Regions from separate parts of the Mus musculus genome. Here regions 2 and 3 are each linked to region 1. The links are chromatin contacts, called in public Micro-C maps. All regions are on one chromosome and are shown on one strand. The core of a region is the stretch at or near the end of the contact, and the rest is flanking DNA. Distances in the headings are between cores, read along the strand shown.

Evidence for each region. Hi-C and Micro-C count contacts between places; a contact is called where the count stands out from the background.
Region 2: a Micro-C map of granulosa cells shows a contact between it and region 1, with 1.9 times the contacts expected there. The contact joins two enhancer-like sites. A contact is called at or near these places in 6 of 15 datasets of contacts at CTCF or cohesin (the G1E-ER4 cell line, the NIH/3T3 cell line, embryonic stem cells and 1 more), 101 of 484 Hi-C or Micro-C datasets (the AtT-20 cell line, the Ba/F3 cell line, the C2C12 cell line and 61 more), 8 of 115 datasets of contacts at active chromatin or transcription factors (Th17 cells, astrocytes, embryonic stem cells and 3 more) and 5 of 9 other capture datasets (adipose tissue, embryonic stem cells, embryonic tail and 2 more).
Region 3: a Micro-C map of granulosa cells shows a contact between it and region 1, with 3 times the contacts expected there. The contact joins the promoter of Greb1 here to the enhancer-like site in region 1. A contact is called at or near these places in 12 of 39 promoter capture datasets (the 3T3-L1 cell line, 3T3-L1-derived adipocytes, the HPC-7 cell line and 5 more), 28 of 484 Hi-C or Micro-C datasets (the AML12 cell line, the Ba/F3 cell line, the HPC-7 cell line and 19 more), 8 of 115 datasets of contacts at active chromatin or transcription factors (the SCID.adh cell line, T-cell acute lymphoblastic leukemia, a colorectal cancer cell line and 3 more) and 3 of 9 other capture datasets (adipose tissue, liver and pancreatic islet).

The regions. Positions count from the first base shown.
Region 1 is chr12:16,759,045-16,761,783 of GRCm38.p6, forward strand. Greb1 (gene regulated by estrogen in breast cancer protein) reads right to left here. Exons shown (of 35, transcript NM_015764.4): 2 at 408-489. Among named protein-coding and RNA genes, the nearest start is that of Greb1, 40 kb to the right of the region's middle. Within about 2 kb of position 1,412, at least 19 of the 459 cell types and tissues checked have an H3K27ac peak or open chromatin away from gene starts, as enhancers often do. A contact at or near this core is called in Sertoli cells, granulosa cells, muscle stem cells and 1 more, where this site is marked.
Region 2 is chr12:16,717,705-16,720,443 of GRCm38.p6, forward strand. The region is part of intron 9 of Greb1 (gene regulated by estrogen in breast cancer protein); the gene reads right to left. Among named protein-coding and RNA genes, the nearest start is that of Ntsr2, 66 kb to the left of the region's middle. Within about 2 kb of position 1,392, at least 16 of the 459 cell types and tissues checked have an H3K27ac peak or open chromatin away from gene starts, as enhancers often do. A contact at or near this core is called in Sertoli cells and granulosa cells, where this site is marked.
Region 3 is chr12:16,799,488-16,802,226 of GRCm38.p6, forward strand. Greb1 (gene regulated by estrogen in breast cancer protein) reads right to left here and starts at 1,399. Exons shown (of 35, transcript NM_015764.4): 1 at 1,160-1,399.

The DNA.
Region 1 (2,739 bases), core at 162-2,661:
GTTTCTGATTTTATGCATCTATGTGAAGAACAAATGGAAGGCCAGGATGACAAAATGCTGGTGTTGGCTATAACAACAAAAGCAACAATAACAAAAACAAACAAACAATCAAACAAGGACTCCACATAAACTCCACCCACACATTCCTACCCTAACTCGGAGCTTTCCCCACCTGCCTGGCTCTCTGCAATGACTCTCTTCTGGAAGCAGGACCCATACTTGAGGTTTGGTTCTACAAAAGAAAGCCCTTCTCACTTGGTCTCTTTCCTCCGTCAAATACAAAATAAAAGTTCAGACCTCACAGTGAAATGTCTATCCCTGGCATAGGTTACAGGAAAATAGTCTCCAGGGAAGCTTTGGGACATCTGTGCCTGGGTTCCAGGCCCATCCTTCTCACCCACTGTTACCTTGTGACCCGTGGCAGATCCCATGCCTCTGCCCTCCGACCTCCTTGGAAGTACATGAAGATAATGATGCTTTATGGGAGCTCTGTGGGGATTAAGTAGAATGACGCACTTAGCAGTGGTTGCTGGCAGTATTTGTCCTTTTCTTAAAGGTTAATTTCTTTTAGGTGTACGAGTAGTTTGCCTGCATGTATGTGTGTGTACCACGTGTGTGTACCTGGTGCCCATTCTGGCCAGGAGAGAGGATTGAATCCCCTGGCACTGGAGCTACAGATGGCTGTGAGCCATCACGTGGGTGATGGGAATCAAACTTGCATGTTCTGCAAGAGAAGCCATTGCTTTGAACCACTGAGCCATCTCTCCAGTCCCTGGCATTATTTAAAATGAAGATTATAAATCCCTCTGTCAGTCATAAACATACTTCCTCATCTGTCTTGTGCTGTTTGCCTACGTTCAACCCCCACCTCCTGTCTTTTGAACCTAGAACTTAAAAACTGGGTCTTTGGGAGGCGAAGAAACCTTTGAACTGTGGGGACTCACTCTGGGTCCATATCAGCCAGTCTCTCTCAAGGTCTTTTCCTTCCACTAGTGTCGTTGCTCACTCACTCTCCCTCAGGCAAACATTTAGGGGTATCTGATATATAATGGGGATGAGTGGCCACTCCCCAGAGCCTTCATTTTCTCAGCAAAATGAGGTCTAAAATACGCCTAGAAGACCGTTGAGCTGAAGAGTTTTAAAAGATAGTGACATCCTACCAAATCTTTGATGAACCGTGTCATGTCCTAGACGCCCTGCAAAGGCAATCCACACAGAAACACATAAGCCACACCCCTGTCCCACCAGCTCTCCAGCATCAGTAACATGACAGCCTTGGTACCCACTAATGCCGGTAAGGATGGACCCAGCTCACTGCTTGGAAGATGCACATCTCCCTCCTCCTACAGAGCCAGACAGGCTCGGGCATGTATCCCTAGCTGTGAAACAATGAGTCTGATTACGAACTTACACTGAAGAGGCTCTGGCTGCCTAGGTGACTCTGCACTGCCAGCTGCCACAATTAGAAACATTCCAGGCAGTTCTAGGTCAGGATGACCCAGCTGCTACAGTTTTGTTGTTGTGTTGTTTTGAGGTTTTTTTCCCCCCACTGATACAGTTTGCGGTGGATCTTCCAACAACAGCTTAAGGAGAGATAAGAATTCAGTGGCTTTTGCTCAAAGCAACAATGTTATGAACTCTGCCCTTGAGACACAGGCAGGTCCCAGTCAAGGAAACCATGAACACTTTTATGTCTCTGGCTACAACTGACCATGAGTATAATTTTCAGAGACCTCCCAGTCCCCACTGAGCGCACCACAATTTCTCAGTAACAGAATTCCTTGCAAGAGATCCTACCCATCCCCCAACATAGAGCACACATAAATAACATGAGGGTCTCTGAGGAGATTCTCCAGTAAGGGAGCGAGGAAAACAAAAACAAGAAAGCAATGAATGATCCTGAATATCAGATCCCTGCCAAAACTTTGCAGGGGAAAAAAATTAACGTTTTCCACATTATTCTTGCTAGCATTAACTCATTACTATGGTTGGCTTCTACACGTCTAAGGTGAGCTATTCAAATAGTGAGATCCGTGAACGGTAGCAGGGAAGAGCATGCGCTCAGGTGAGAAGCTGCAGCCCTCACATCTTTAGCACATTCTATAATTGTCAGTTGTTTGTCTGAGACGCATCTTAGTAGCTCAGGCTAGCCTCAGACTCACCATATGGCAAAAGCTGACCTCAAACTCCTGATCCTCCCCCTCCAAGTACCACCATGCTCTCTTGTTCATTAATATATAGGGGAAAAGCTGGAAGGAAGTACACTAAAATGTGAACAAGGTATGTTAGCGAAGCAAAATTATAGGCACTTTTAGTTCTTCTTCCTAATTTGTATCCTCTGTCGTTACTTGGTTTTGCTTATGCAAATGACCACAAGCAATTTTTAAAACATGTTTTCTGTGTCTGAGTGTTTTGCATATATATATATATATATATATATATATATATATTCCATCATCCCAAGTAATCAAGAACCTGAACTTTATCCTAATATTTTTAAGACAGGATCTTCCTATGTAGCCTTGGCTGTCCTAGAACTCATTCTGTAGACCAGGCTGGCCTTGAACCCACAGAGCTCCACCTGCCTCTGCCTCCCCAGTGCGGGGCTAAAAGCCATGCGCCACAGCGCCCAGCCTGGATTTTATGTCTTATTTGTCCCTTGTTTTCCTTCTTGTGTGTTACATGGTTTTCAATGTAACTTATTTCATTCTCAGCTTAGACTTCATTTAACATGGACTT
Region 2 (2,739 bases), core at 142-2,641, 41 kb before region 1:
AAAATGCTTAAATGAAATGCTTAGCCAAGGGTTTGGGCTCAGTAAACTGCAGCCACCAGCATCAACCTCCTATTACTGAAATGTCCAGCACTCAGTGCACCAACACAATTTTGCCACTTGAGGGCAGTGCTGATCCACTGCACACCCCCTTCCTGCCCTCCAACCCCACTGTCACCCCCCATCCAACCTGGACAGCTAATGTCACATGTTGCAAAGGAAGACCAGAGGCTGGACCCACTGTTGCATGTGAGTCTCTGCCCACTCTAGACGGCAACATGCTCATGACTTAAATCTATTTGTAAATTATTCAAAGTACCAAGAATGGGCCACCATATTTTCTTGAAAATCCTGACAAATTTTCTCATCTCTAGAGCCCCTTGTCTTAACCCTGCTGTACTTTAAATTCACCTGGACACTTTTAAAACCACCTAGCCAAGGGTGGCGGTGCATGCCTTTAATCCCAGCACCCAGAAGACAGAAACAGGCAGATTTCTGTTGAGCTCAAGGCTAGCCTGGTTTACATTGTAAGTTCCAGGCCAGCTAGGGCTACATGGTGAGACTCTGCCTTTAAAAACAAGATAAGCAAACAAAAACCTGTCTGTCTGAGCACAAGCCTAGTCCAAGGAACTCAAGTAGCTCAGCATGTGGGGAGCGCGTCATTCTGATAACTGGAGCTCCCAGATGATCTGAACCCAGGCTGAGGGTAACATCACCTTCAGTGGAAGCAGAGAGCACACACAGACCTGGAAGATGCTCATCCAAGCTGTCTCTGCTAGACTCTCCTTAGAGCTACCACAGAGGGCCTCTGAGTTAACGGTAAGGGTGCACATGCTGTCACTAGTAGTGCACATGCTGTCACTAGTGCCTGGGTTTTTCTGAAGCCTGAGGCAGTTTGAGATTGACTGTCGTAGAGTCCCTCCAAAGGGACCTCAAATGCAACCTCATCATTAGACAGACCAAAGCAGAAGAAAATAGAGAGAAACAAAGTAGCACAGGGTTGAAGGGCATGAAGTACTTTCCCTACAAAGCCCTTTCAAACCGGCAGGTTTCTTTGCATCAGAGATAGGGCCCTACCTCTGCACCAGGTGTTCAGCTCGCACAACACTAGTCCCAGAAACAGAGGAAGAACTCCTCAGAGAGAGGACGGGCCGCTCCTCTAGGAAGTGCTTCTGAACTACTAGAGGGCAGGGCTGCAGCTGAGGATTCTCTTCCTCCTCTAGAAGGTTAACAGGAAATGCCTCTACTGGGACTCTTCCCCAGTAAGTACTCTCAAAACATCAGATACCAGCGTACCTGGTAGAGGGGACCCCATCTGGCATTTCTGAGGAGGAGGTCCCCTGCTTCCTTAGAGCCCAACCCTCGTCTGAGACAAGGCTCCTAGTTCATATCCTCCACCAGGGGGCAGCATTTCACTGAGAGCAGCCAGTGTCACTCAGAAGGAGTTTCCTACACACTGCTTTTGAGTGTCTCCTTCCCCCAAGGACAGAAGGCATGATAGCTCTGATTAATATGCCTGTACTCAACTCTGTGACTCGGGTGAGCCAGTGTCTCTGACTTAGTCCCTCTCTCTGTCAGGCTCACCAGAGCCGTGTGCTGGGACTTCAAGAATTCTTTAATGGGAGAGGAGACTATGGCCCTGAGTTGAGCTCTAAAGGCCATCTAACAGAGGTGGGGTGAGCACTTAGAGACGGGATAGAGTGTGAACATCATGTTGAGCCACCAAGGCAGTGAACAGCTGAAGGCGGAGAATGGGGTTCAACGGGCTGATCCCAGAAGATCTTTTAAGGCTCCAGCAGCCTGGAGTTTAAAGATCTCCATTCCCCACACAACTCCACAAAGTAGGCTTGGGGAGTTCAAGTCCAATCCTGAGGGAGCCTCTGTAGGCTACTGCCCAAAGCCAAGCTCCGGGCCCAGGCTGAGCAGAGCTGGCACACTGTTGCCTGAGGTATGAGTTGTATGACACCAGGACTAAGTGTCTTCTAGCTAAGCTCAGGGGGAAAGCCATGGACAGCGAGGACCTCCTGTCCTTATGACCAAGGGCAGTCTTTGGTTATGTGGCTGCTGCTGCATCAGCACCTGGAGGAGAAACAGCCCCTGGAGGAAGGTAGGAGTCTTCAGGGTAGGGTGGGGAATGATAAGGGCTCCAGGAACGTGGAAGCTAGTCAAGACTGAAGAGTCTTGGATCCATGCAGGGGCAGGAGGATTGCATCTACAGAGAAGCCTCTGGGCACAACAGAATTATATTCCAGCCCAGGGTGCTTCTCTGAACCTCAGTCTCTTCCTCAGTGGTAAAAATAAAACTCAGGCACCACACTCTACCCATGAGCTGCAACCCCATTCCTAGGATGGACATTTTCTAAGGATCCTTCCAGTGTAGTGTCTCAGACCCTAAGCGCCAGCTCAGCCCTGTTCACAGAGTCAAGGGAGGAGGGAGAGACAAAGCAAGAAGAGAAGGGGAGCAGAGAAGACTTGATGTCAGAAGGCTTGAAAGCAGAGAAGTCTTGTCCCTAAGACGTGTCCTTAGGAACAGCGATGGTGGGAGAGCACTGGACTGGAGTCTGAAGGCAGTCCCCAGGTCTCTTTGCCCCCTTCCTCCCACAGGTCTCTGGTACTCATTTATCTCCTCCACCAGATATTAACTGGGCAGGCAAGCTTCCGTGGTGGGCTGATGCTGATAACCATCACCTGTATCATTCAGTGATCTCCCAGATGTGCAGTGATTCCATGCAGCATCTGGAG
Region 3 (2,739 bases), core at 149-2,648, 40 kb after region 1:
TTAAGCCACAAACCGCTTTAGTCACCTTCAATAACAAGAAGGGCCAAGGTGGAATGCCAATTTCAAACCAAAATGACTTCTAACTCCGTGAAGAATACTCTTATCAGAATGAGGAAGAACGGATATCCCGAAGCAAATGTTGCGGGATAACCAAAAGTCACAGATCCTACTGTAAACTTTAAATGAGCCAAAGTTCAGCGTGGGAGGTTGGGGGGGGGCGTAAAGAAACTAAGAAAACCGAGATGGACTCTAAATTAAAACTCCCAGCAACATCAGCCCACCAAGCAATGCAAACTCAGACCTGCACACGTCTTTTTGAGACTAAGTTCAGAATCATCTTGTGTGACGCCCATTGTTAAAGGCAAAAGATTGTCCTTGATGGGACTAAATGGGTGTTTATTTGGTTAAATTTACACATTCATGGTTTTAAAGGGCTAATAAAACAGCATTTCAAGCCCTGGGGCAACACTTGACTCTATAATAAAAGTTGATTCAAGAAAAACTTCAGTCTATAAAATAGGTAATTTCTTTTGGTTGCTCCTCAGGACCAAGGATTAAATGAGGTTTGACAGCAAATGGCCCAGTGTCTCTCTGCATGGAGTGTCTCCTGGCCTTCCTCCACAACCCTAACCCTGATCACTGGTGGGCTGGCGGACGCGTGTGTGTGTGTGTGTGTGTGTGTGTGTGTGTGTGTGCGCGCGCACACACACACACACACACACACACACACACACTTTCTTGGACTTCAGCCAGTAGCCTTTGTTTGTGGCTCCCAACGGAGATCCAATAACCAAACTCAACCAATGATCACCACAGCCACCAGCCTTTCACAGGCTGGCCACTCTGGGAAGAAGTCCCATTTCTCCCTTGTCCCACGTGCTGCAGAAGACGCGGCTGCCACCACCCCCGGGGGGCAGCGGGCGGCAAACAGCCTCCCCAAAACGGAGCCGCGGTGTACACAACCTGGAGCAGTGCTGTCTTTTTCCTAAAGTTCTTACCTACGCAGCCGAAGCCTTCACCATGTGCCAGGAGCGCTCTGGCTCGTTCTGGCTGTGGCTCTAGATGGCTCTCTCACTCACTCACACACACGCGCACACACTGACATGGACACCTCCCACACCCCTTGGCGCAAGACCCCCAGCCCTGCGGCCACCCTCACCTCGCGCCCTTTGTCCTCATCCGGCGTCCTCGGAGCCCGCGCTACCGGAGCCGGCGCTGCGCAAAGCCCGGAGCCGCGGAGCCTGAGAGTCCGCCCGTCCGGGTCTTGCGGGCCACCGTGATTGGGGGGCGGGGGGGGGGGGCGGCAAGGGGAGACCTGAGCTGGGACTGCTGCTCCGGCTCCGGCTCCGTCCAGGTGTAGGCACAGGAGATTGGCTTGCCCCGTCCCGTCCCCGCTGCAGGCACCCACCGCCTCGCTGGGTTCTCACGGGGTTCCCGGTTTGGGAGGGGTCCGCGCGGAAGTCGGAAGCCTCCGGGGACAGAGGTCATTTGTTGCTTGGCCACAAATGCCCGAAGAGGAGGTGGGGTTGGGAGGACGAACCAGTGAGCAAGACCCCCCCCCCCTCCCAGATGTCTCCACCCGGCGCAGGGCGTGTCTGTGGACCGCAGGACAATACCCCTGCAGTTCAAGCCGACAGAGGTAGGGGACTTAGGCCCCCAACAGTGGAGATTGATGAACGCCCTACAATAAGGAAGTTGCCTAACATCAGCAGAGGAAGAGCCTGGAACCCCTAATACTAGCGGGTGGAGCCAGAACTTTCCCTGATGCGAGAGTGGGTCAGAAGGATGAGCACTGGAGGGAAGGAGCAAACCTGCACTTGCCGGTGCAAACCTTTCTGGCCCCTGTAACACAGAGGTGGCTGCGAGCAGCCAGCAGAGAAAGTGGGGGAAATTGAGGGAGCCAGACCACAGAAGGAACCCATGGTCATCAAAGCTTCCTCCTCCTCCTCCTCCTCCTCCTCCTCCTTCTTCCTCCTCCTCCTCCTCCTCCTCCTCCTCCTGCTCCTCCCTCTTCTGGAAATCCCTGTGTGTTTAGAACTTGCCAGAGACATCCCGAGCACCTTGTACCCTCCTGCCATTCAAGAACCCCAGCCATGCTAGCGAGATGCTAAGTGGGTACAGGAGCTTGCAGCCAAAAACTGAACCCCTGTGTTGGATCCTAGTTACTCACTTGAGGAAAGGTAAGAAGCAACTGCTGCAAGCTGTCCTCTGTTCCCCAAACTGCAACACACATCGAATAATAATAACAACAACAACAACAGCAGAGCGCTTGAGCCAGCCTCACAGCCAAAGGTCCTAGAAAAACAGGGAGCCTGTCTGACTAGGAGCAGGAGACAATAGGAGAATAAGCATCAATCTCCCACAAAATGGGCAGGTTGAGGAATGCTCTCCTATCCCCACTTTCCTAATGGCAGGGGCATCAACTTCCTATTCTAATTAGGAACTATTCCAAGCACAGTCGAGACTAGGAACAGTTAACATGATGAGCCCCGTGCCTAAGACCTAGCCAAGCCTAACTGACTGCAGATGTTTGTGTAATGAAATTATTCAAGAAGTAGTCCTGTCGATAGACTGATTGCCTAGGATGGGGTGAGTTCCCCAGCCATACATAAATATAAGTCAAGCTTGGTGGCCCATGCCTGTAAAGTCAGCTCTCCAGGAAATGAGACCTGGAGGATCAGAAGTCACTGTTGGCTACATCAAATTTGAGGCTAGCCTGTGCTAAGTAAAACAACAGCT